Regions from separate parts of the Sus scrofa genome. Here all the other regions are linked to region 6. Evidence: chromatin contacts called from public HiChIP or PLAC-seq data. All regions are on one chromosome and are shown on one strand. The core of a region is the stretch at or near the end of the contact, and the rest is flanking DNA. Distances in the headings are between cores, read along the strand shown.

Region 1 (3,414 bases), core at 509-3,008, 360 kb after region 6:
TATAACATAACACAAGCAAACATAACAAATGTTAACAATTGGTGAATTGGGTAAAGGGTGTGTGGAAGTTCTTTAGATTATTCTTTAAACTTATCCTTTTTTTTCATCTTTTTAGGGCCGCACCTGCCCTAAAACATTCCCAGGCTAGGGGTCTAATCGGAACTGCAGCTGCCAGCCTATGCCACAGCCACAGCAACGCCAGATTCGAGCGGCGTCTGTGACCTACACTGCAGCTCACAGCAACACCAGAGCCTGAACCTACTGAGCAAGGCCAGGGATTGAACTTGTGTCCTCATGGATACTAGTCAGGTTCATTACTGCTGAGCCACAGCGGGAACTCCCTAAGCTTATCTTTTGAAATTATTTCAAAATAAATTTTTTTTCCTATTTTTTAAAGCCTCCTGAAGGACATGAGGAAACGTCAGGGATAGGGATGCTCATTATCTTGACTGTGGAAATGCTTCCCAAGTGCACGCATGTGTCAAAGTCCATTGCACAGCACACAAATGAGAACAGTCTGTGTATGTCAGTTACACAACAATACAGCAGTTTCTTAAAAACATACATTCACAGCCCTTTGAGGGTTTCAGTCTTCGTGGGCTCTCACACAACCGTCTCAACACACCTTGTAGGGAGTTCCCGTGGTGGCGCAGTGGTTAACGAATCCAACTAGGAACCATGAGGTTGCGGGTTCGATCCCTGCCCTTGCTCAGTGGGTTGAGGACCCGGCGTTGCCGTGAGCTGTGGTGTAGGTCGCAGACACGGCTCGGATCCCGCGTTGCTGTGGCTCTGGCGTAAGCTGGTGGCTACGGCTCCGATTAGACCCCCAGCCTGGAACCTCCATATGCCGCGGGAGCAGCCCAAGAAATGGAAAAAAGACAAAAAAAAAAAAATCAACACACCTTGTACCCCTGTGGGCCTCTTCTGCACCCTTTACCCTCCCCCTCCCACCGTCCAGATGAACTCACTGAACTATCTGAGCTTGTCGTTCTTCCTCTTTTTTTGCTCATTCTGCTACTACCTCCCGGAGAAGGGACGACAGAATCTGGACTCACAGGACTCAATCCCAGCTGTATCCAGTCACATGCTCAGGTGGCAGCCCAGCTCCTCACCTTGAAATGAGGATTACAGCCACCCACAGACTCGACCCAGACGGGAACTGGCAAGGTGGCTGAGGTTCAAGTTGAGTGAGGTGGCAAGGTATGAGAGCACTTTGTAAACTGAAATAACACAAAACAGTGTTTGGGTGTCATTGCCTCCAACCATTTAAGTCCTGCAGGTTTGACATTCTTCTCAAAATTTTCTCTGAATCACATTCTCTGAAACAGACTCTCCTCTCCCCCAAAATGATGCAGTACTACTGAGATGCTCTGTGAGGCCCCCTATGCTCCACCAGGTTCATCTCGAGTGTCCCTTGTGAATAAGGTACACCTATGCCAACTTCCTCATCTTTCTGGGTCCACCTTGCACATGCCAAGCGTTCAATATCTGAATTCAGTAATGTACTGGACGTCAGTAATTAGACTGTAATCACTGAAAGAGCCCAACCAATAAATGGTGGACGTATGAAGTGGCTGGACGTGGGGCCCACACACCAGCGGCCCTCTTTTCACACACTGGTTGTGGGGCTTGGCAAAAACCCGGGAGGAGACCACAGATCCAGTTTTGCTGTGGTCATCCGGCTCCCCAAGCCCTTGTGGGGCACTGAGTTCTGTAAGAGGAAACTACAGATGATAGGCCCAGGGTGATTAAATGAGTGCTTGGGGAGTGAGTATGCATCATTCTGAAACCAGAGGACCTAGAATGCAGATGGGAACCGGTGGTCAGGAAGCCTCCAGAAAGAACAAGTAGCTGGGTTCAGGCTTTTCTCAGGCTCAGCACACAAGCTCATCAACAGAGGGTGTGATAAGAACTTTTAGTCACATCCCATTTTTAACTTACTAAGACACCACTTTAAAAACACTGATACTATCTTCTACCATTCTACCTCCAAAAAATAAGGGAAGGAGGTTTAAAAATGTAATTAGCTAAATCTGGAACCCCACCAAAATGCTAGGCCCTTTGTTCTAGGAATTCAAGTACTGTTAATTTCAACAGCATGGGGAACTGATGCTGATTATATAGAAAATCTGCATGTCGTTTAAACACATGCAAGCCAGGGGAATCCTTCAAAACAGCCTGAGCCAGTTTTGTCTTTGCTCCTACTGAAGAGCAAAATTATTCGTCAAGGAAAAAAGAAACACTGGTCAACAGCAGAAAAACCAGGAAAGACTTGTCATTTAATGGTTGGTCTGGTAAACAAGTAAAAGGGCCTAACACAATCTATTTATCCCATGAAGTACTGTGAAGACTACATGCTCTGGCAACGGCACCCTGTCATTTTCTTTCCAATCTTTTACATGTGAAGGGGAGTTGCCTGGAGGTACACCAGCAAGACGCCCTCCAGGCCTCCCCCACCCCTTGCTGGAGCTGCTTCAGAAGGAGGACAGAAGAACAGAAGGGGCTCTGCCTCCACACAGGTGTGACTGCTGAGTCCCAGAGGCTTCCTGACTGTGGGGGGATTTTCCGCCTAACACAAATTATGTTGTGGGGGTGGACAAGTGAGAAAGAATGGAGCCTTATGATGAGTAAAGAAATGTGAAGAGGATGTAAAAATAATTATTGCCAAATCTTTCCTCTGGAGTTCTCAGTCCCATGTCCTACAGGGCTGAGAGTGGCTGGGCTTGGGGCCCTATTGGAGGTGGGAGTGATAGCCCTTCACTGTGGTGAAGGGCTCCTTGCCAAAACTTTTTATGCTCCAGCCTCACAGCATAACCAAAGTAGACCCAACAACTGGGGGATAAGTTTAGAGCCACCTTGCCATAAAATATGAATGTGACCTCACCCTATATACCAAAATTAACTCAAAAGAGATCAAGAGTTAAGTTTAAGAACTAACACTATTAAACGCTCAGAAAGTAAGTGTAAATCTTGGTGACCTAGGATTAGGCAATGGATTTTTAGACACAACAACAAAAACACAAGCAACAGAAAAACAGAGGTAAATTGTCTTCAAAATTAAAAGTCTGTTTACTTTCAAGAACACCACCAGTTTCTACATTCAAGTTCACAGCAGTATTATTCACAATAGCTAAAACGAGAACAATTCAAGGGTCCACTTACGGTACAGACATGGAAGGGAATATGAGTCAGCTTTTAAAAGGAAGGAAATTCTGTTATGGGCAACAATATCTGTTTGAAACATTATGTTAAGTGGGAAAAAGCCAATCACAAAAGGACAAGTATTGTATGCATCTTCTCATGAGCTACCTAGAGTAGTGAAGTTCAGAGATAGAGAGTAGAATGATGGTTGCCAGGGACCGAGGGTGGGAGGGTGTAAGGAGTTATTGTTTAATCATCAAGAGTTTTCATTTT
Region 2 (3,329 bases), core at 177-2,676, 340 kb before region 6:
GGGAAACTCCATATGCCGCGGGAGCGGCCCAAGAAATAGCAAAAAGACAGAAAAAAAAAAAGAAGGGGTAATGAGAAGGCTGTGCCTGGACAAGTTGACATTACCTTCATGGTGGACTGGGAGCTTACTTATATTCATGGAACTCTTAGCAGATACCTGTAAGCACCAGTCTGCTTAGGTCAGAGTACAGCGCACCTGACCTCACCTGCAAAGACTGGCTCAGATGCAGCACTGTCCTCCCAAATAAACTCCCCAGGAGGGTAAAAAGAGAGAAACTTTGGAGCTGGTTCCTACCCTGAGCTGGCTGTTGAAGGAGGAGTGTTGCTTTGGAGCCAAGATAGAGGAACTGCCATGGGTTGGGTAGGAACTGGAGTGAAGGCCCAGTTTCAGGCCCTCAGCTTTGGTCCTGGCCAACTGCAATATGCTTCAGCTTCATGGCCGCTGCACGGCCAACCGAGGATGTCTTTGGACTGCTTGGTGGAATCGTGGTTGTGTTCCAGTAGCACTGAAGGTGACCTTGAGGGATGCATCTGAGTCCCTGCTCCTGTGGGAAGTCTGGAAAGCTAGGAACTGCTTTCAGATTCTAGAAGTAACATCTGGGACTTTGGGGCTGTATCATGGTATCTGGTAGGGAGACGGACAGGAGGCAGGGTGTCAGGAAGTAATGGGACTGGATTTCCTGGTGTTAGGAGCATGTGAGAATATAGTATTTTATTATGGGTCTTCACTAGTCAGTGTTACTTTTCCAGATTTAAAGTGGACTTATCTCTATGATCATTTTCTAGTGACTACTAAGGAGTTTTTTTTTTCATATATATCATACACATTTTAAATTGATGAGTGTCTACTTAAATATCTCTGTCAGAATCAAAAAGGATTAAAGAACTTACCCTAATTCAAGTAGAGCTACCAATCCTTTTCAAATGATTTTTGTAATAAATATTTAGGGTACTGAGAAGAGATTTCAACTGGCAGAATCTGCCTCATGCAACATTTTTCTAGCTATTAGCTCATCCTTAATTTGAACTAATCTATCCACTTAGGGATTGAAGTAGAAAGACCACCTCAAGTCAAAGCAGGAAATGGGTAGAGGCTAGAGTACTCAGAGGATGAAGGATTTACCGCTTTGCTCAGCTTTGGGGAATGAGGGAAATGGTACATCAAACCCGGGGCCACCTCCATACCCTGGGATGTAAATACGATGCACTGTACAGAGGGGGTGATCCCTATGAGGTGCGGTCAGGAGGGAGCCCAGCAGGGCCTCCTTTCTGCGTACACCCCAGGCTCCAGGAAACCCTGTGACAGCAGGAAGCAGAGGAGCATCGAAAGCCCAGAGCCTGGAGGAGAGACCCCTCACGGTGGGGGGAGGGCAAGCAGCTGAGCAAAGGAAGTGAGAAGAGAGGAGGAAGTCAGTTCCCCCAAACAACTGGGCTCAGAAGCTGTGCTAAAGGGAGAAGTTGTCCCCTCCAAGATTCCAGGAAGCGGGTGCAGACCTCTGCAGTGGCAGGAATAGGCAGAGGAAGAAATGTGGAGGCAGATAAAGGGGGCAGCCGGAACCCTGGCTCTGCCTGTTCTGATTCATTCGACTCGGAGTGAAGGATAGTGGAAGCCTGAAAAGGGGCGTGTGGCCCTGGCCGCAGTGGGTGGAGTAGAGGCCAGAGGCGCAGTTGTTAGGACCAGACAATTTAGGAGTCACTTCGCTAGTAAGTGACCACCCCACATGGGGTGAGTGGTGTTGAAACAGGTTTTGCAGAGAGAAAATCATACTCCAGCTTGCACTCGTGAAATTCAGCTTTCCAGCTTGCACTCGTGAAATTCAGCTTTACAGCAGCGGAATTTCAAACATGAAGCTGAGACTCGTGCTTTAAAGCATCCCCAGGAAGAGCCACTCTGTGGTGGCCGCTTGCTTTGGCCCTTCTGATTGAGGTCTGCAGATTCTGGAGATGTTGCTCGATTTTACCCACAGCAGCATGGCTCGTTCTTTGCTGGATTCAAGCAGAACGTTTTCTCGTTGAATAACCAGCTGATGCCTGTCACCCCTTTGAGCGTCTAGCCTACCTGTGAAAAGGAAGACAGATCTCACAGCCTCGCATTCATAATTCACCGACGGGACCTTCTAAAGACACTATTTCATCTGAAAAGCTAAAAGTGACTAAGACACTTAATATTATTAATCACATTATGAGCCCCTAGAGACTGCTTACTGGAAAGTATTTTGGGAAATTTACTGATGGGAAATGGAAGGCACCACAAGTCTGCTGGTTCTCTGCCCATTCTTTTTTTTTTTTTCCCAAAGGTAGGAAATGTCTCTTTTCACTGTGAGATTGGCTCACCACGCTGTGAACTGTAGTGAGTAGACTGGGTCAAAGGTCAGGGGAGTGGAATGAACAAAAGGACATGGTGGTCACTACACAAAGGGCCAGCTCCGGGGGGTCAGGTTTGGTTATAGCAAAGTGCTTTTGCATTGCCTGCCAAGAAGATGGGGTTAATTAGGTAGGAAAGAGTAGGAGGAAACTGATGTTAGTGAAACATTTAACTGGATGCTTTAGCATTTAACTGGATTCAGTATCAGATGGAGTATGTGTGTGTGTTTAATTCTCACAAAAACCCCATGAAATGAGAATCAGTAGCCTCAATTTACAGGTGAGGAAACAAGCTGTAGATTAAGTAAACTTGCCTGGTGGCGCAGAATTATTAAGAGACTTAGGTTTAGAACAGATATCTGACACTGACTTCTATACTTCTGCCCTTTTAAAATAATTCACTCTTTTATTTAGTATTATCTATCCATCTATATACATATATTTATAATTTTATTTAATGAGTGGAGTTGGTATACAGCAGTGCTTCTTTGTGGAATTTCAGGCACTCAGGACAGAGGTGTTGAAAAAAGATATTATGGAGTGGGAATTTCTCAAAGTGCCATGCTTAAAGCTTTCCCTGTGTGACAGCTGTCACCACTCTACAATAAGCAGCTGTAAGCAGAGTGCCTAGTTGCCCTCTCCATCCTCACAGGTCCCCCAGCGCCTGGTGCTCAGTCCGTGGTTCTGTATGCATCTTTCTCTTAACCCTCACTGGGAGGGCTCAGGAATGTGGAACATTCAGAGCAGGAAATTGCACCATCAGCAACATTGTCTTTGAATGTTGACACTTGCTTAAGGTCAGGCCACCCCAGGGACCATCATCATCATCTCGTGCCCTGTGCAGGACCTTGTGCTTCTGGAAGCATTCCAGGTGTGGGAGGTAATGAGGTCTCGGAAAACTGCCTGGCGCCCTGGCTTGTAGAAACATGGCCAGATGGTTTTGTCATCAGCCTTTGTCCACACTAT
Region 3 (3,551 bases), core at 820-3,319, 340 kb after region 6:
ACTGTGGTGTAGGTCGCAGATGCAGCTTGGATCTGATGTGGCTGTTGCTCTGGCGTAGGCCAGCAGCTGTAGCTCAGATTGAACCCCTTGCCTGGGAACCTCCATATGCCACAGGCGCAGCCCTAAAAGACAAAAAATATATATATATATATAAATATATATAAATAAATGATGACAACAGATAATATGAAAGGAAGGATTTATGACTTCAAGCTAATTTTAATCTGCTCAACTCACTTGCAGTTATGCTGCCAATGATATTTTACACTATTCCCTGTTGAACTTACTCTATTAATCAAAAGCAAGTTGGCAAGTTTATGCATAGCCTCAAGCAGTGATTTTTTTTAATAATGCATATAAAAGAGAATGGAAGCATCACCAAAACATTAAGTTTTGGCTCTTCTCCTTAGTTTTCAAATTTTCTTTAATGATCATGTTTTTAAAATGATAAATACAAATTTAAAGTCAAATTAGTCTTCATCAAGTCTCCAAGCAAATCTGAACAAATCAATCTTCTGAACTGCCCAATACACTAAACATTGATACTCCACTAAAATATGATCTTAAAATTCCCATTAAAATTCTCAGTGGATGAATGGCCTTTTTTTCTCACTTTTTGGCACACATTTTCAAGATGTTATTCTTGGAGTTCTCTAGTGGCACAGCTGTTTAAGGGATCCAGCGTTGTCACTGCAGCCACTGGGATCACTGCTATGGCACAGATTTGATCCCTAGCCTGGAACTCCACATGCCATGAGTGTGGCCAAAAAAACAAAACAACAAAGAAAAAAAGAAAAAAGAAAAATATTTTGAAACGGAAGTATCAAGATACTCAATTCAGACCTGTTACATAATCTAAAATACCAGTAGAAGACATCTACATTTTTTAAATACTAGCGATTTAAAAATACGGTAATTGGAATTCTATAGAGGTACATATATTATTATTAATAAATTATATATACACAGCTTTCAGAGCACACAGAAAAATTCACATAAGCCTTTAGCAAAAAGACAAGTATTCTGGTTTTCTCTTTATTTTTAGTTCCATCATGGTAAGAACAAATTAAATAGCTTTTTAAACTTTTTTTAACTGACCACAAATTAAATAACCAACCTCTGCCTTAAGTGTAGGCAGATTATGTTTCCTCTCCCTGACTTTCTGAAGGTGAATCTGAGCCAAGGAACAGGGAGAGGAACAACCAGGGGGACAGTGAATCTCCATGTATCTCTGGTATTTAAATTAATCATTTGCAAAAAAAGCCTGCTGTACACAGAGAAATTTTCAAAAGGAATAGGTGTATAAGATAAATAAAAGCTTTCAAAGGAAATTTGAAGAGCCTTCCTTCTTCTCCCAGTATCACTTTTGAGGACAAGAAAAAAAGGGAAGCTCAAAGCATAAAATTCATTAATACAGATTCCTTGGGGATTAAATACAGAGAATGGAGGAAGATGCATAACCAAGGTACATGTTAAATATAACAGAAAAGGAAATTCATACAAGCAATATAAAAGATTCTTTCAAACACCAGTGAAGAGATATTAATCTTCAATTGCTAATAGTGCTTTTTTAATGCTTATGTTTTTTTACCCAAAATCATTTGGACTGGGGGGAAAAAAAACACATTGTTTTAATGTCATCCCAACACTGCATTCTATCTAGCAGGTATGGTTTACACAGCCCCTAACACACCACACCTGGCCACTAACTGCCAATCATTTTAGGGCTTTCTCAGGACTTGCGCGAGAGATTTGGCAGTAGATTAACAACCTATCCTTTTTAGTGGACACAAGTAAAGACCCAGGAGTTCCCACTATGCCATTGGTCAAAGCTGCAGCTCAGACTCAATCCCTGGCCTGGGAACTTTCATTTGCCATGGGTATAGCCATTAAAAAAAAAAAAAAAAAAAAAAGATGGCCCAAATGCAAAACAAAACCAAAAACAACAGTACTACCAAACTCATCTACTTAGTAAGCAAAACTTACTGCATGTTACTCACACTACCATAAAACTGGTACAGAGGTCAAGGTCCCCGTCTAGAGGCAACTGTGTGTGGGATGAGTAAGGGCTGAATGTGAATACCACACACCCCACTCACTCACCAACTCACTGCCTCGAGTCACTCCACAGCTACACCACTGTCAAGGCCATCTCCTCAGATTCAATCAAAGGCCTTGGCAAGAATCCTTCAAGTCTCTTCAACTTCTTACTATGCCTAGGCTTTTTATCTGCCTTTCAGACTTCTCCCAGCCCATGCTTAGGATACATCTATCATTCCTATATAAGGTAGTGAAGAGAAACTGGTTGTGTCCCAAAGTAGGTTAGATATGGCTTTTGGTGATTGATGTTGTTAATGCCAGTGACCATTATGTTAAAACACATTTGTTACCCAATATAATTCAAACCAGATCAAAATCCTAGTTGGCCAATTAATTTAAAAAGAGGGAATTTAAAGTACAGAATTTTTAAAAACTGATATACAGGCCTTAAACATTTACCTTAAGATATATACATGTAAACATGCTTGAGATAAGGTAAAATCTTCCTCTGAGACAAGGTCCCGTCTTTCTTATAAACCCACATGCATTATCACCAAGATTTACAATGTTGATTTCTTTAATCAGGAGAAGGAAATCTACCCAACCTCTTCATGGCAACTCAACTTTTATAGGGTCTAAGCAAACCTAATTTATCAGCAATTTAAGTCTTTCCAAAATGTGCACCTTAGTTTTCCTAAAGCTAATTATTTCATATTTAATGGGTTTATTTAATATTTAAATTAATTTTTTATTGAGAAAATAGCACAACTGCACAAACATGTCTGAAAAAGCGCAAACGTGTTCCAAGAAAAATACAACTAATCTGGTGTACTAGAGGGAAACACAAAGCAGCCAGGGAGCCACAGCCAACCAGGAAGGGTATTTCACAAAGGGCAAGGAGAGTCTCAGTTCATGTGGGTGTTGGTGAAATGACCAGGAGAGCTGCTTGTGCAAATGCTGGTGTTACCACCAAGGCATACCCTTAACACTTGAGCGCCAAATGGGGGTAAAGACAGGGAGGGACACGGCATTTTTCTAAATGCTTGATTTATGTTGAATGTGACAGAATTAACCTGAACTGTGTCATTTCCATTAAAAAGAAAAAAAGACTTGCCACCCAAGAAGCACTAATATTAACACATTAAATGTATAAGAAGAGATGAATGTTGCTTGTTCCTACAAGCCCATCCTCTGGAAAATCTGAAGAGTGATACTGTATATGTATGTGCATGTGTGGACATGCTAATTAATGTGCAGAGATGACCCCTATAACTCTCAATTATCTCATAATTAGCTTGGTGCCAGATAATTTTTTTTTTTTAAACTCTCCTAGGCTTAGCCCATTTTTCTTCCTTCATGCTCTCTGTAATAGAGCTGGGCCAGAGGCCTTCAGCACAGTGTCATCCTGGTGCTAGGCAAGGACGGCAAGATGCCAGCGTGGATGAAAAGGCAGAAGGATACACAGTCTACACTGCAGTTATCAAGAGGTAACGCCACTTAATCACCATTAG
Region 4 (3,777 bases), core at 212-2,711, 300 kb after region 6:
AGGACAGGTTGGGCCAACACAAACCATGAGCTCACAATTCTTATTAAAAGAAGACAGAAAACAAAAAATGGCGGGGGGGAATCTTACTTTCTCAAAGGCAACGCAAAAGTCAGAGTGAGGCCGGACAGTCAAGGCTGAGAAATCCACGCCCTCTGACCCTCTGTACTACATTCCACCAAGGATTGCAACACAGCAGCTATGTGACAAGCCCTTCTGCCAGGGCCCGGATGAGTGTGGGTCAGCCTTGACCCTGAATGGGGGCTTCGGGAGGGATGCTAGGCCGGTGCGGAAGTGGATGGCAGTGAGGGTTCGCTTCTGTTGCCAAGATTCTGATTCTCCTCTTCCCTTCCCACTTACAGATCTCATCCCGAACTCTAGACCAGCTTTGAGGTCTTCAGGTACATACGAGAATCCCTAAAAAAGGCTGAACACTACATTCCTCTCATGTCCTATTTCGACCCCAGGAACATTCCCCAGACCCTATGGGAAGGTTGTTCTTACACACATGCACACACCACAGCCTCCTCTGCTGGGCCGGCCAACACTAGCAAACCAAGTTCTGCAGTCCTCCTTAAAGCCGCAGGCCTGCCCCAGGAGAGACCTGGAATGAGCCTGTGACAAGCTCTGTAGCCGAAAGTCTGGGCATTTGCACAATATTCCATCCCGACTATCTTGTTCTTTGAACACAATAGACTCACAGATAAGCCTCGATGAGATCTCTGGAGGAAAGGAAGTTTGACTCCGGTCCCTGTCACATTTAGTTAATGATAAAAGGGGAAGATCTTCCTAGATAGTGGCTTCCTGACCGTCTGTCTGCACTGCCTGGGGGAGGGGCTGGCGCTGCCCTACAGACACTTAATTACATCAGATCATCTGCAACTGCAACCAGGGGCCATCTCTAACAAGACCGCAGAATCTGCACCCATGAAATCGTTTCAAAGATCAGGAAGTATATTCACTAACTCAGGTGGGACATACACTAACTTATTAGCACTTAGACGTACCAAAAAGACAAAAAAACAAAAACAAAAAAAAGGCCTCACAGCAATCCCTTACTTATCAAAACATTATGCTACATACTTTCCTAAGAGGACATTTCAGGTCGCTCTTTGAGCAACAGAGCTGTCTCTTAACTTTGCCAACAATTAAAAAAAATTTTTTTTTTCCGAACAGGAAAAGGTTTGCTATGCAGGGCTTGTTACATAAATTCCTGTTTTTCACACAGCCAGTAGGACATTAAAGAAGCTATGATTTCCAATTGGGGGGAGGGAAGTCGGAGTAGGGGGGTGCTGAATAGGTAAAGCTTGTAAACGTATGTGTCGCTATTAACGATGGTACGTCTGCAAATCTCTGCCAGCCGAGGCGGACGCAGCCGAGGCAGGGAAAGAACGGTTCACTGTGATCTGTGCAGAAAGTCACACGCAACCAGCAGTGCTCTGAGCTGTTCAGTTCTTCAACCGTGAACAAATACCACGTGAGGAGAGAGGCTGGGTGTGAGGACAGAAGACTCGTGCACTGTGAATCACTTACCCAAACCCCGAGTTTCTACATGAGACCGTTAGAGAAAAGGACAAATCGGCAACTCCCCTGCACGAGCTGTCCTCCTCTGCAGCCGGGGCTGGCTGCTGGTGTGCAGCTGCTTTCCTCCGCACTCGCCCCGCTGCCACCTGCCACTGGCGTCCCTGGCCACCCCAAGCGGGGCCTGACCCCTTGGAAGTCCGTGGCTCCCAGGGGGAAGGGGTGCCCTGGACACACTGTGCCCTGGCTTGCTCAACCTGCTCTGCTGCTCAGGTGTTCCACTTTGTTCACTCTATGGACTGGATTCCAAGCCTCTTAAAGAGAAAGGGGCTAGAGTGTGTTTTTATTTCCAAATCTCAAAGCCCCTAACAGATGCTCTACACATTCAATCAATGAACATTTTTTGACTGACATCCCTGAAACATCACAGGCAAGGTATAATGCCTTCCACATCTTTTCTCCACCCACTCGTGTACCAACTCACACCAAGTAACTTTTATTGGGACTGATTTATGCTGGGTATAGTGAAGGACATCAGAATGAATTAGTCACGGAGTCTGCCCTCCAGGTGTTTTATGATCTACCTGGGGAAGGAACAAGTCCACCTATCTATCCACTCAGGACAGAAGATGATGCACACAGGGCTGTCCAGGACCTCAACTTTTTCCTGCCAAAGGCTGCCGCCTCCCCACAATTTTTTTTTTTTTTTGCTTTTTTAAAGGACCACACCAGCAGCATATGGAATCGGAGCTGCAGCTGCCAGCTTATACCACAGCAACACCAGATCCAAGCTGCATCTGTGACCTACACCATAGCTCACAGCGACACTGGATCCTTAACCCACTGAGCAAGGCCAGGAATCAAACCCGCAACCATATGGATACTAGCCAGATTCGTTTCCACTGTGCCTGAACGGGAACTCCCCACCTCCCCACAATTTCTATCTCAGCCAAAGTGTCCTTTCCTTCTGGAAGCACTTTCTGAGAACCCCACCCTATCCTGCAGCTAACCTAAGTCCTGGCTGACTCACCACACCTATGGTTCTGCCATGTCTAACTCCCCGCTACACTGTGAGCTGCATGAGTGCAGGGGGCGGGGGCCTCAGCTGTTTTCTTGTGCACAGCATCCTCCCAGCTCCATCACCAAGTAGACACTCAAGGACCTGTTGAATGGATTAACTGGGCCTACATTTACAGGACGCTTGCGCAGATTAAATGAGATTGCGGGTGGCGTTACCTCAAGCACTGTCAGCTGGGGCTGCAGTACTGATTAGGACATCAGCATCCATAAAATAACATGCCTGCGTTTTAAAGACGTACCCATATGACAAACGTGAGTCTCGTTTCTTCATAATCATACCTTGTACTGTTCCTACCAACATGGGGCTTTTTTACATGTCAGTTACTGGAAAAGCAGCCTAGTTTGGGGTTAAGAGTTAAGCTACTTTCTCCTTCACTGGGTAGAGTCTCAGGTGTGGCAGGCAGATGTTAATGAAGAAATTCTGATACTAACACTGGTCGGTTAACACGCTTGCCCACTGTGTCTTCAGACGCCTTCTCAAGGCTGCTGGCATGTGGGTACCACACACAGCTGTGGGCTCTCTGTGCTCTGGACTCAGCCAGCTGGTGATGGGGAAGCAGTGACAGGTGTTAGAGCAGGGCCACTTCAGCAGGCCACAGCCTGGCGTCTCCCTGGGGGGCAGTTATGACTAAGCTCTGCTGGTCCCTACCCTCCTGCTGGAAGAGGCTGGCCCCAGAGACCCTGAAGATGCAGGCCAGGAGCCGCCCCTCCCCAGGATGCGCCAGGCCTGGCTGTCTAAGGCAATAATCAGCCAACCATCAAAGGGCAAGAAGAGAGCATTGTACCTTTCACTCACTTTCCATTTTAATCTCATTTTTTAAAGTGAGCAAATGCATTATATAAAGTACACAATATATTGATTTAGGATACATGAATAAGTGTATAGTATAAAATAAATGAATGTAATATCAAGAAGGGTATGTTATTTTTTACAGCAACATTTAAGACTGCTGGTTGATTTCAGTGAACTTCTATTCTACTAGAAGCCCCAACAAAGATAACCAAGGAAGCAGAACTAGCCCTACTGTCAAACCTAACAAACTCTTAGGTCCCCCAAGGCCTGGGTTGAAGAAATGGCCTGGGGTCCTGCTCTCAGTTTGCTCCTCTCCTCCCCCTTTGCCCTCCTGAATCCTTCCTTCAGACCTGAGCTGCCATGTGGCTCCAGCCAGCCTACCCCTC
Region 5 (3,492 bases), core at 101-2,600, 280 kb before region 6:
TGAAGTTGAAATTCTAATGTAAAATCAGTAAAATGGCATTAATAGACTTACACCTAAAAAAAAGGTCAGCAGATCAATGATGTAATTGGCTTTGCCAAGGAGAGGTAAAACTGAGACAGCTTGGGAGAAGAGCAGGACTTTGTTTTTGGTTCTGGGACTTGTCTCAGAAACAATCAGCCACAGTCTGGAGAGCTGAACTAAGAAAAAATTTGACCTCACGTCTGAATGTGTTGGCCACTCTGCTGTGAGAAGGCCAGTGTCATCAGTGTCATCTGCATGAAAGAGACAATTCAAAGCCCACTGGGCTTGAACATGCAGTTTTGCTCTATACAGAATATACTTCCCAACTTTCTGCCTGATAAGCCTCGTCTACTCTTGCAATGCATACCAATAAATGTATGGGCAAATGCTTCAAGCTAATGTACAAATCTACCTGGTGTTACTACAATATTCTCAATACATTTGGCTCGGATTTAAATGTTGGATGTGTGTGTTTAAAGAGAACTTTATTTCATAAGATTGTATCAATATTAGTCTAACAAATATTTCAGACACCCGTGCAAAAGGCTGAATGCAGGGCACAAAAGAGGAAAAGTGCCCAGCTACTAGAATGGAAGATTGGGACCAGATTGTGCCATGCTGTGGTTTTCAAAATGGAGCATATTTTATCTTACAGGACGAGGTTGGAAAATATGTTTACCTTGAATGACAATAGGATAAGAGTTGGCTACCTGGAGAGCTGGGATGGAAATGGTTCTATGACTGAAAGCAGCTTCCATAGTATATTATCCAGGGGCGCTGGGAGGGTGACCAGCCATGGGCTATTTGTCACTCTGTCTTGTGGTCAAAGGCCGTGGCTGGCACATGAAATGGGTCTCATCAGGTCTCTGCTTCAGAAGACTGTCCACAGCAAGGGAGGCGAATTAGAGAAGGAACAATGAGCATATCTGATCTCACCCCTTAGTAGCTATTCTCCAGACCCAGGAGACGCTAGCCATCTCCCCGGGCACCCATCTTCTCACCTGGGGCAGGCAGGTCCCTGTGGGAGAGGTCACTGGCACGGGGGAGTGCTGCGCTGCCCTGCCCGTCCATGAAAGGAGGACAGTCTTCACCCACTCGTAGGAAACGAGCCATGCATTTGTTCACATTTCAGATTACAGGGCCAAGGCTACAGGTTTCATAAGAGACATTCTCTGAACCCCAAGCTGAGTGTCATCCTGATAAATATTGCAAAATTCAGGAAAGTGAATTCCTGTCTTTTGACCCAGAGTAGCGTCTGGAATCTCTTGGTATCTGAGCACATTTTACCAAAACGAGAAGCATTTCTCCGAAAGAGAAATAGCAGCCAAAGTGCAGTGTGTTAGAGTTCCAGCAGGAAACAGATGGCACTCAAACTGAGTGAGTGAGGGCTGTTAACACAAGAGTGATTTACAAAGTTGTGGAAAGACTGAGGGACATGTACAAAGGAAGGTGAAGGACCTCGGGGCTAAAACAGCAGGTGATGGTGACTGACTGGTGAGCCCTTTGTTATCGCCTGCTCTGAAAGAAAACGTTCCATTTCCAGATCTCCGTGCGCGGCCACAGGGAGGGGTCACCAGAGAAGAGCCGTGACATCTGCTGGAAGGATGTGGCCAATCTGTGTTCACCGCAGGGGAAGAACTAAATGCACAGCCTCCCTCTCCTCCCTGCGGGGCTGAGAACCCACTGATGTGGCCTGTTCAGGTCAGCCTGCCAGCCACAGGCCAGGACAGAAAAGGATGGAGGGTGGGTCTGGACGGCAAAGGAAAGAGAACCAGCTCAGTGCAGTTTTCAGTTATGTGATCAGTTCACCTCAAATAATGGTGGGACATCGGCAAAGTGGTGGGCTAGGAGGCTCCAGCTCCAGGTTCCTTCATAAAATCATCAACAAAGAAACAAAAACCCAAACCCACACTTGCCTGAATGAAAAGAGTCTTAGTCTTGAGTGTGGCAACTCAGTTCCCAGTTTCACTCCCTAAACCAAAGGGAGAGCGCAGACCTTGTTTGCAAATTGTTGTGTACATCTGTACACATTGGCGTGGATACCTGAGGATCCGACCCACTGTTTTTCTCTTATAACTCAGAACACGTGCAGGGAAACTGTAGGCTCTGCTCATACAGTCTACAAGGGGACACACCCTGCACACCCACAGAAACCTGGGCCAACAGATGCTCACTGGAGATACACAATAGACATCGAAGGTTCAGAAGAGAAAGTTTGGATGAGACTCTTTGGGAATGAGGACATCCAAAAGCAGCCGTTTATACAGGGGAATCTAGAAAGCCACATGCATAACTGGGTAGGACATATTCTCAGAAGAAAAAACCCAAGACCTTACACTTTCATGTAAGGCCGATCCCTAGACCTCACTAAGTGGAAGAAGTACCCCAGCACAAAGTTGGTCTCTCTCTCCCTCTCTCCCTCTCTCCCCCTCTCCCTCTCTCCCTCCCTCTCTCTCTCTCCCTCCCTCTCTCTCTCTCCCTCTCCCTCTCTCTCTTTCCCCCCTCCATCACTGTCTCTTTCTTTCTGTGTTTTTTGGTTTGTCCATTTCAGCTCCAAGCATTCAAGGAAATTTCTGTCAGGACATTAGTTGAACACAAGGTAAAGTCAAAGAATCTTTAGTGAACACACATGGCAAGGAACAGACTTTGCAAAAATCATTTGGTAACTTCTCAAAACAAATGGACTCTCACAGCCTTCAACAATCAAACCAACAACCAAAAAGCGAATTCTGGGGAAGGGAGGAAATCTGATTCCCAGACTTACCACATTGTAATAATCACATGCCCAATTTAAAAGTCAAAATTAGGTTGGAAAGGAAAGAAGTTAGGTTGAAAGGGAAAGGATGAAAAAGATATGTTACACAAATAGTAACTAAAAGAAGGTTGGATGGCTATTCTAATGTTAGATGAGATAGATTTTAACTCAAAAATTATTGCAAGAGACAGGGAGGGATATTATTGATAAAAATATCAATTCATCAAGAAGTTACGACAATTACATAGATGCCAAAAACATCAGAGATTCAAAACATATCAAGCAAATACTGAAAGAATTGAAGGGAGAAATAGACAGCCCTAAGATACTAGCAGGAGGCTTTAATTCTCCCACTGTCAATAATACAGCAACCAGACTAAAGAGGAGTAAGGAAACAATGGACTCAAACAACACTGTAGACCAAGTGGGGCTCTCAGACATATTATAACACTCAATAACAGGAGAATACACATCTTTATCAACTGGATATGGAATATTCTTCAGGATGGACCATCTGTTAGACCACAAAACAAGTCTAATTAAATTTGAAACAAATGAAATCATATAAAGTTTCTTTTCTGGTCATACTGGAATGAAGCTAGAAATTAATAACAGAGGGAAAACTGGAAAATCCACATGTGCAAATTAAACTACATATTCTTAAATAACAAATGGATCAAAGAAGAAATCACAAGGGGGATTAGAAAATACCTTGA
Region 6 (3,813 bases), core at 1,233-3,732:
TTAGCAGGTTAATAAGAAATCGATGGTGCGGCACTGGCTGTTGTATTTAGGGCACAATGAATGTGAAATCTACATGGACCTTGCTTCTAGAATATCTCTTTCAGAATCAAATGAGTGCAATACCCACAGACATCTAAAAGTACCTTGAAATGTATATAATGATAAAAGAGAGGTTTTAAAACACCACGGCCATGACTCCAGTGCCCCGGACTTTCTTATTTGAAAAGCAGGAACAGTGTCTTCACCAGTTGATATTTCTATGTTCCCAGGAGGTGTGCAAGATTGCAAAAGCCGCCACGCTACCCACTGGCTTCAAACAATAGAGAGTGAGCCTTTCTAAGGGACAGAACAGGACAGGACAAGGAAAGCGCGTAGAGAGGCTCGCGTCTCGGCAGAACGTCTGAGGTTTACCACCACCGCAGCCACTGAATCCCCAGCAAGCTGATAACGAGGGGCCCTTAATGCGTTACCGCCTCTGACATGCGTTGGCCCAGCGTGCAATCGTCTAAATGATACCACAGCGATGCGAGGGCACACATTAAGCTCTTACTGTAATAGCCGGGCTGCTGAATGGGAGACGTGGAAGGAGACAGAGCAGCAAAAATTAAGGGTACCCTGGAGGACATGTGCCCTCTGCTATTAGGCCAGGGCTTGGGCTCCAACAGGCTAGGCAGTGATGACAGCAGGGAACCAATTTACCAAGAGGTTGCTGGTGGGATCTTCCTATTTTTAGTTGAAAAAATGAAGTAGACCAAGAGCAAATCCTAACATAAACAATGGACAGTGGACTTACAGTGATAACGCAGCATCAAGGTAGGGCCATGGAGTGTAAAAATGAGCCACTCTGGAGCAGGATGTTGCAAGCTGTCACGTCGGGGGCAGGGGCATAACAGGGAACCTGTGGGCCCTCTATTCAGTTTGGCTGTGAACCTAAAACTGCTCTGAAAATGAAGTCATGCATAAATAAATAAAAAGTCCAAAGCAGGGCCAGGATGGACGGTAGTCCCTGAGCAAACATGGTGATCTTTCACCTCAATCCACTCCATCCAGTGAGGTGCTAGAAGGATGCAGTGTCAAGGGCCTGCGGATGACTCTGACTCAAACCATCTGCCCTCTTACTCGAAAGAAAAGGTGACTCCAAAATTTGCCCCATCAACACATTTCCAAGCTTCAAAATCTCATGGTTTTGTGTTTTTTTTTTTTTTTTTTTTCGTTTTTTTTGTTTTTGCTTCTTAGAGCCATACTCATGGCATATGGACGTTCCCAGGCTCGGAACAAAGCTGCCGGCCTGCACCACAGCCACAGCAATGTGAGATCCAAGCCCTGTCTGCAACCTACACCTCAGCTCATGGCAATGCCAGATCCTTAACCCACTGAGTGAGGTCAGGGATCAAACCCACGTCCTCATGGATATTACTCCAGTTCATTACCACTGCACCACAATAGGAACTCCCATAATCTCATGCTTTTAACCTTCAAACATCTTGGGAGAGTAGCTGGCTTTTTCATTTTTGCTATAACTCTAGATGTGAACCCCCATATTGGGTTCCTATTGCCGCTGTAACAAATGACCAAAAAACAGCTGCTAAAACACCATCCATCTCTTCATCTTGTAGTTTTGTGGGTCAGAAGTCTGGGATGGGTCTCAGCAGACCAACGTCAAGGTGTGGGCAGGCTGCGTTCTATCCCGGGGGCTCTAGCAGAAAATCCGTATCTTCCCTGTTCAGGTTGTCGGCAGGATTCCTGGCAGTGGTGAGACCAAGAGCTCCATTTGCTTCACAGCTGGAAACCAGAACTGTTTCTGGCTTCCAGAGGCCATCGCTGTCCCTGGCTCATGGCTCCCGTCCTCCACCTTCACACCCAGCAATAGGGGATGAAAGGGTCAGGCCCTCTCTCTCCGGCCACCCTTCCGCCTCCTCTTCCACTTAAAAGGACTCAGGTGACTAGAGTCTGGCTAATCTCCCCTCGTCTGGATAACCTCCCCAGCTCAGGGTCCATACCTTAGGTCACAGCTGCCAAGTCTCTGCCATGTGAGGTACGGTTCCCGGGATTAGGGCTGGTACCTCTTTGGGGAACCATCATTCTGTCTACCACACTTTCCTGACCTCTTAACAGATGGCCCTGCATCCACAGGGCTTTTGGAGCCGCCGCCCCATTGTCATCTGAAACACTTAAATGCTAATTCTCCCTCACCCTTATGCGGCCATTCTGCAGTGTTGGGCATTGATATGACTTGTGTCTTGAACCCCTGGCTTCTACTCGCTCTGATGACTGTCTGCTCTTCTTCTCCTACCCCCGGGCCATCCTGTATGGACTCCTTCATCCACTCCTTGGCTCCCTTCTCTTAGCACTGTACCTCTCAGGACTGAATCCAGCTCTCCTAGACCCTGGGCTGGTTCGTAACCGCCTTCTGAGAAGCCCTGCGTGGATGACCTCTCGGCTCCTTTCACCCAGATCTGACCACTTCCCCTTCCTGCACTAGATACGTCATCATGACGGCCCCCAACTTCCTTCTTCGTGACAGACCCTTCTGCGACTGATCCTCTCCTCCTCCTCCTGCCCTGTCAATCGGCATGCCCTGTCTGTCTCACCTCCTACATGTCTCCTGAACCAGCCCTATCCTCTCTCTTCCTGCTGCCACTGGTAACGTTTAGGCTCCAAAATCGGTCCCTAGACTCTTGGAGCCGCCTCCCACCCTATGCCCTGTCCCACCCACTCGCAGCTATTCTTCACCCTGTCACTAGACACAGATGTGATCTTGTCACCGCTCTGCTGACAAACTTCGGTTGCTGCCTACTGATGACTGGCTTCACATCTTGCAAGTGTGCGCATGCGCAAACACACACACACACACACACACACACACACACACACACACGCACACACGCACGCACGCACGCACGCACGCACGCACGCATACACACACACATACACACACCAACCTGCTAGGCTTATCACTGGCCTTCTCTCACTCGCTATTCATATCTGCAGAGTGCTCTGCAAGCCAGCACCATCAGCATCACCTGGGAGCCCGTTAGAAATCACAACCTCTAGCCCCACTCAAACCTACTAAATCAGCACCTGCATTTTAGTGAGATTCCAACTCAAATTCTATGCACATTCAACTTTGAAGACACATTGCTCTACAGCTGTGCTCTTCAGAGTGCTGACCTTTTGAGTACAGAAACATCTTTCAGAAATTCTCTTTATTTTCATGAGTAATCTCCATCTTAATTTGGATTTTTACCCATATTTTATGAATCACTGGCCATTTTAACTAATCATCCCTAACTTTCATGTCCCTGTGCTTTTGTTTACACTACCTCCTCTGTCTTGAATAATCTTGCTTTTCCAATGACCAAAACTAGCTTTTGTATCCTCCAGCATCACCTGCTCCAAGAAACCTTCCCCATTCCTTTAAAAAGGTCATTGTTCTCACTGCCACCCTCTTATAGACATACTAACTGAATTGTTTATTTGCACATTCATCTTACCCATTAGCTTGTGGGCTCCTCAAGTATGAAACCCATGTTATTTTCATGTCTTCAGGTTATAGCACAGTGACATCTTAGCTAAACAAATTAATATCTAACTTGAAAAAAGTCAGTCATATTTTAAATACTTTTCTATTTTTCAAATCTCCACTCAAAGCCAAAGAGAGTTGTTTTCTAATCTCTCTCCTCAGACTGCATGTTCTGGCTGATTTCTAGTTGGCATCACATCAGCTGGACAGAGAGCTGACGGACAGGGTTTGATCCTTTCTCACCTATAACAAATCCGGAGTATGTCAGATGTGCACCTCATCTTCCAGTT
Region 7 (3,679 bases), core at 588-3,087, 410 kb before region 6:
TACACCACAGCTTACAGCAATGCCAGATCCTTAACCCACTGAGCGAGGCCAGGGATCAAACCCACAACCTCACGGTTCCTAGTCGGATTCATTTCTGCTGTGCCACGACGGGGAATTCCGAGAGCTAATGTTTGTGAAAATGAACAGTAGGTTGTTCAGCAGTAACTTGACAGGACGTTTAAGAATGGGTTTACAGTAATCAAATCCTTCTTTAGTTTTGTTTGATTATTAAGGATGCAGGTTTTTCAAGGATGTATCACAGTCACCATTCTGACTTTTTAAATTTTTTTTAAAAATTAGGCTGCTCTATCTACTCACTTTGTTGTATTAGACAAAGGTTCTTAGTATAGTGTGGAACAGTCAGTAGCAATCCAATCCAGAGTACCTGGTCAGTTTTTGCATCCCTGAGTTCACCTAAATAGCTAAAACAATCATGGCAAAGAAGAAAGCTTGGAGGACTGAAATTCCTGATTTCATACTTACTACACCGCATGGTAAACAGTTGGCACTGGAATAAAGACAGACTAGAGAGCAATGGGGTAGAATAGACAGCCCAGGAATAAACCCTTGCATGTATGGTCAGATGATTTTTCACAAGAGTTTCAAGACCATTCAGAAGGGAAAGGACAGTCTTCCTCAACAAATGGTGCTAGGAAAACTGGATATCCATATGCAAAGGATGAAGTTGGATCATTATCTAACACTTCATGTAAAAACCAGCTCAAAATGGATCAGAGGCCTGAATGTAAATGTAAGTTATCAAACTCTTAAAACCTAGGACAGAAGCTTCGCAATGTTGGATCTAGTAATTTCTTGGATATGACACCAAAAGCACAAATGATAAATGAAAAAGTAGGAGTTCCTGTCATGGCGCAGTGGTTAACGAATCCGACTAGGAACCATGAGGTTGCGGGCTCGATCCCTGGCCTTGCTCAGTGGGTTAAGGATTCGGTGTTGCCGTGAGCTGTGGTGTGGGTTGCAGACGCGGCTCAGATCCCGCATGGCTGTGGCTCTGGTGTAGGCTGGTAGCTCCAGCTCTGATTAGACCCCTAGCCTGGGAACCTCCATATGCCGCAGGAGCGGCCCAAGAAATGGCAAAAAGACAAAAAAAAAAAAAAAAAAAAAAAAGGAAAGAAAAAGTAGACAAATTGGATTTGATCAAAATTAAAAGATTTTGTGATTAAAAGATGCCATCAGTGGAGTAAAAAGGCAACATGCAGAATGGGAGAAAATATTTGCAAGTCACATATCTAATAAGAGATTAATGTCAAGAATACATAGAGAACTTTTAAACTTAACAAAAACTTCTGGCTTGATTAAAAAAATGGACAAAGCTCGAATAGGTTATTTCTTCAAAGAAGATGCAGAAACGGCGGATAAGCACGTGAAAAGATGATCAACATCACTTCTCATTAGGAAGGTGCAAATCACAATTGTAATAAGACGCCCATTAGGTTGGCTAGTATGAAAACAGCAGAAAATGGCAAATGTTGGGAAGAACGTGGAGAAATTGGAACCCTTGTGCACTGTTGCTGGGATTGTACAATATTACAGTTGCTGTGGAGAAGTATGATGATTCCTCAAAATTTTAAGGGTAAAATTATGACCGAGCTATTCTCCTTCTGGGTGTATATCTGAAAGAACTGAAAGCAGGACCTCAAGGACATATTTGTACAGCTTTGTTTGAAGCAGCGTTATTCACAATGGCTGAAATGTGGAAGCAGCCCATTGTCCCTCGAAGGATTAATGGATAAACAAAATGTGGTATATATGTAAGGTGGAAAGTTACTCAGCCTTAAAGAGGAAGGAAATTCTGACATACGCTACAGTATGAATGAACCTTGAGGCTATTACAAAATAAGCCAATCGCAAAATGACGAATACTGTATGACTCCACCTCACAAGGTACTTAGAAGAGTCCAAATGGCAGAGGAAGACAGGAAAAAGGGTGGTCGTCAGGACTGGGAAGTGGAGGGATGGGGCGTTTCTATTGTGTGGCTGCAGAGCTGCGGTGTTCAAGATGAAAAGAATTGTGGTGGATCCTGCTTGCACAGCATTGTGACGGTATTTAGTACCCCCACCCTGTGCACTTCAAAATGCTTTCATTTCCTGAATGCCAGCTCACAGGGGACTCAGTAAATACCAGTTACATGAATGACTGGTTCACTTCATTTGCTTCTCACCCGTGGTCTGTCATCATCTTGCTATTACACTCACTATGCAAAACCACCCCGGATTAATTTGAGTTTTTAATTTCTCTTTTATGCTGTGATTGTTGTTCACTGCTAAGGGAAATGAGGTCTAGAGCCACTAAGGCGCGGTCTCCAACATCTACGACGCCTCTGTGGTGTCTGGGAGTCCTGCACGTCCACGCACAGCCCCTCATGGTTAGTTTCCTTTCACCTCTGTTCTCAGATCTACCATACTAGCTCCTATTAGAATGGCCAAATTTCTCCGAGTTGAATAATAAGCATTTTAAAATGTCTTTGCCAATATGATTAGCACAAAGCACCATGATTGGTTTTTTTCCAATATAGATTGTGGTGCTTCTAGCAAAAATGAGCCTTTAAAAATATGTTTATTGGCTGTTTGAGAATTATTTTTTCATGTCCTTTGCCATTTTCCTACTAGGTTATATCTTATTTTCTGACTTTTTTTTTTTAATGCATTATGAGTGTATTACAAATCCCTTCTCCGCGTCATCTTTTACCTTTTAATTTTGCCTGTAGTATTTTCTTACGTACCGCCTTTCATGTTTATGTAGTAATATCTAACTTTTTTTCTTTATTATTTCTCCTTTGAGAGCATGCCATACTTCAAAAACTTTTCAACAATAAGAAAATATGTTCAGAATTTAAGATATGCTAAAGTTAGCATCTGTCAGTGGGAAAATGTTAGATTATTTAATAAATTCATTTAAATATGCGTTCTGAGGTCTTTGTGTAGATTCACTTTTTTTTTTAGTGGAGGCTAGTGGCATGTGGAGGTTCCCATGGCCAAGGATCAAATCTGCACCACCGTAGCAACCCAAGCTACTGCAGTGACAATGCCAGATCTTTAAGCTGTTGTACCACAGGAGAACTCCTGTCATTTCACTTTGATATCAAATATTTAATGTACTTAAAGTTTATTTTTGTTCATGCTGGGAAGGAAAAATCTTAATTTATTTATCCGAAATAGCTATCCATTTATTTTATTTTATTTTCACTCAGAAAAACCTAGTAGGTTCTTATACAGTTTTTTCCCTATAAAGTTAAAATGAAAGTTGTAAGAAAATAAGAAAATATAATGGCTTACAAAAGATAAGTTTTAAGCATGGCATTTTCTAGTTGAACCTAGAACGGAATAAGAGGGGAAGAAAGAACTGTAATTTGAATGTATTAAATACTAATTAATACTACAGCCTATGTGAGTTTATAGCAATGAATAGGTTTTGGCTATTATTATTGTTGTCCTTGCTATCAATAATTATGCCCTAAAATGTTTTTCTTAGATATGAATTGGGTGATATTTAGGGATATTTTAACATTAGGGATTGCAATATCATAACATTTACAGCATATGTGTTGCTTATATATACAACTGTTCAGTTTTCTTTCAAGAATTATCTTCCCAGGGTTCCTGCTGTGGCACATTGGGTTAATAATCTGGCTTGTTTCTGTGGCGGGTTCGATCCCTG

Evidence for each region. HiChIP or PLAC-seq counts read pairs in DNA pulled down with a chosen protein or histone mark.
Region 1: an H3K27ac HiChIP or PLAC-seq map of alveolar macrophages shows a contact between it and region 6. The contact joins two enhancer-like sites. A contact is called at or near these places in 1 of 47 Hi-C or Micro-C datasets (embryonic fibroblasts) and 2 of 2 datasets of contacts at active chromatin or transcription factors (alveolar macrophages and skeletal muscle).
Region 2: an H3K27ac HiChIP or PLAC-seq map of alveolar macrophages shows a contact between it and region 6. The contact joins two enhancer-like sites.
Region 3: a contact with region 6 is called in an H3K27ac HiChIP or PLAC-seq map of alveolar macrophages. The contact joins two enhancer-like sites. A contact is called at or near these places in 2 of 2 datasets of contacts at active chromatin or transcription factors (alveolar macrophages and skeletal muscle).
Region 4: a contact with region 6 is called in an H3K27ac HiChIP or PLAC-seq map of alveolar macrophages. The contact joins two enhancer-like sites. A contact is called at or near these places in 2 of 47 Hi-C or Micro-C datasets (fibroblasts and liver) and 1 of 2 datasets of contacts at active chromatin or transcription factors (alveolar macrophages).
Region 5: an H3K27ac HiChIP or PLAC-seq map of alveolar macrophages shows a contact between it and region 6. The contact joins two enhancer-like sites. A contact is called at or near these places in 1 of 47 Hi-C or Micro-C datasets (embryonic fibroblasts) and 1 of 2 datasets of contacts at active chromatin or transcription factors (alveolar macrophages).
Region 7: an H3K27ac HiChIP or PLAC-seq map of alveolar macrophages shows a contact between it and region 6. The contact joins two enhancer-like sites. A contact is called at or near these places in 1 of 47 Hi-C or Micro-C datasets (embryonic fibroblasts) and 1 of 2 datasets of contacts at active chromatin or transcription factors (alveolar macrophages).

The regions. Positions count from the first base shown.
Region 1 is chr11:15,381,128-15,384,541 of Sscrofa11.1, forward strand. All of the region lies in intron 1 of FOXO1 (forkhead box protein O1), which reads right to left. Among named protein-coding and RNA genes, the nearest start is that of FOXO1, 27 kb to the right of the region's middle. Within about 2 kb of position 1,759, at least 8 of the 83 cell types and tissues checked have an H3K27ac peak or open chromatin away from gene starts, as enhancers often do. A contact at or near this core is called in alveolar macrophages, where this site is marked.
Region 2 is chr11:14,679,410-14,682,738 of Sscrofa11.1, forward strand. The region is part of intron 17 of COG6 (conserved oligomeric Golgi complex subunit 6); the gene reads left to right. Among named protein-coding and RNA genes, the nearest start is that of COG6, 100 kb to the left of the region's middle. Within about 2 kb of position 1,427, at least 12 of the 83 cell types and tissues checked have an H3K27ac peak or open chromatin away from gene starts, as enhancers often do. A contact at or near this core is called in alveolar macrophages, where this site is marked.
Region 3 is chr11:15,358,167-15,361,717 of Sscrofa11.1, forward strand. The region is part of intron 1 of FOXO1 (forkhead box protein O1); the gene reads right to left. Among named protein-coding and RNA genes, the nearest start is that of FOXO1, 50 kb to the right of the region's middle. Within about 2 kb of position 2,070, at least 12 of the 83 cell types and tissues checked have an H3K27ac peak or open chromatin away from gene starts, as enhancers often do. A contact at or near this core is called in alveolar macrophages, where this site is marked.
Region 4 is chr11:15,324,095-15,327,871 of Sscrofa11.1, forward strand. The region is part of intron 1 of FOXO1 (forkhead box protein O1); the gene reads right to left. Among named protein-coding and RNA genes, the nearest start is that of FOXO1, 84 kb to the right of the region's middle. Within about 2 kb of position 1,462, at least 31 of the 83 cell types and tissues checked have an H3K27ac peak or open chromatin away from gene starts, as enhancers often do. A contact at or near this core is called in alveolar macrophages and liver, where this site is marked.
Region 5 is chr11:14,744,236-14,747,727 of Sscrofa11.1, forward strand. All of the region lies in intron 5 of LOC102159588 (a long non-coding RNA gene), which reads right to left. Among named protein-coding and RNA genes, the nearest start is that of COG6, 170 kb to the left of the region's middle. Within about 2 kb of position 1,351, at least 18 of the 83 cell types and tissues checked have an H3K27ac peak or open chromatin away from gene starts, as enhancers often do. A contact at or near this core is called in alveolar macrophages, where this site is marked.
Region 6 is chr11:15,018,334-15,022,146 of Sscrofa11.1, forward strand. No RefSeq gene overlaps it. Among named protein-coding and RNA genes, the nearest start is that of FOXO1, 390 kb to the right of the region's middle. Within about 2 kb of position 2,483, at least 24 of the 83 cell types and tissues checked have an H3K27ac peak or open chromatin away from gene starts, as enhancers often do. A contact at or near this core is called in alveolar macrophages and liver, where this site is marked.
Region 7 is chr11:14,612,369-14,616,047 of Sscrofa11.1, forward strand. All of the region lies in intron 12 of COG6 (conserved oligomeric Golgi complex subunit 6), which reads left to right. Among named protein-coding and RNA genes, the nearest start is that of COG6, 38 kb to the left of the region's middle. Within about 2 kb of position 1,838, at least 4 of the 83 cell types and tissues checked have an H3K27ac peak or open chromatin away from gene starts, as enhancers often do. A contact at or near this core is called in alveolar macrophages, where this site is marked.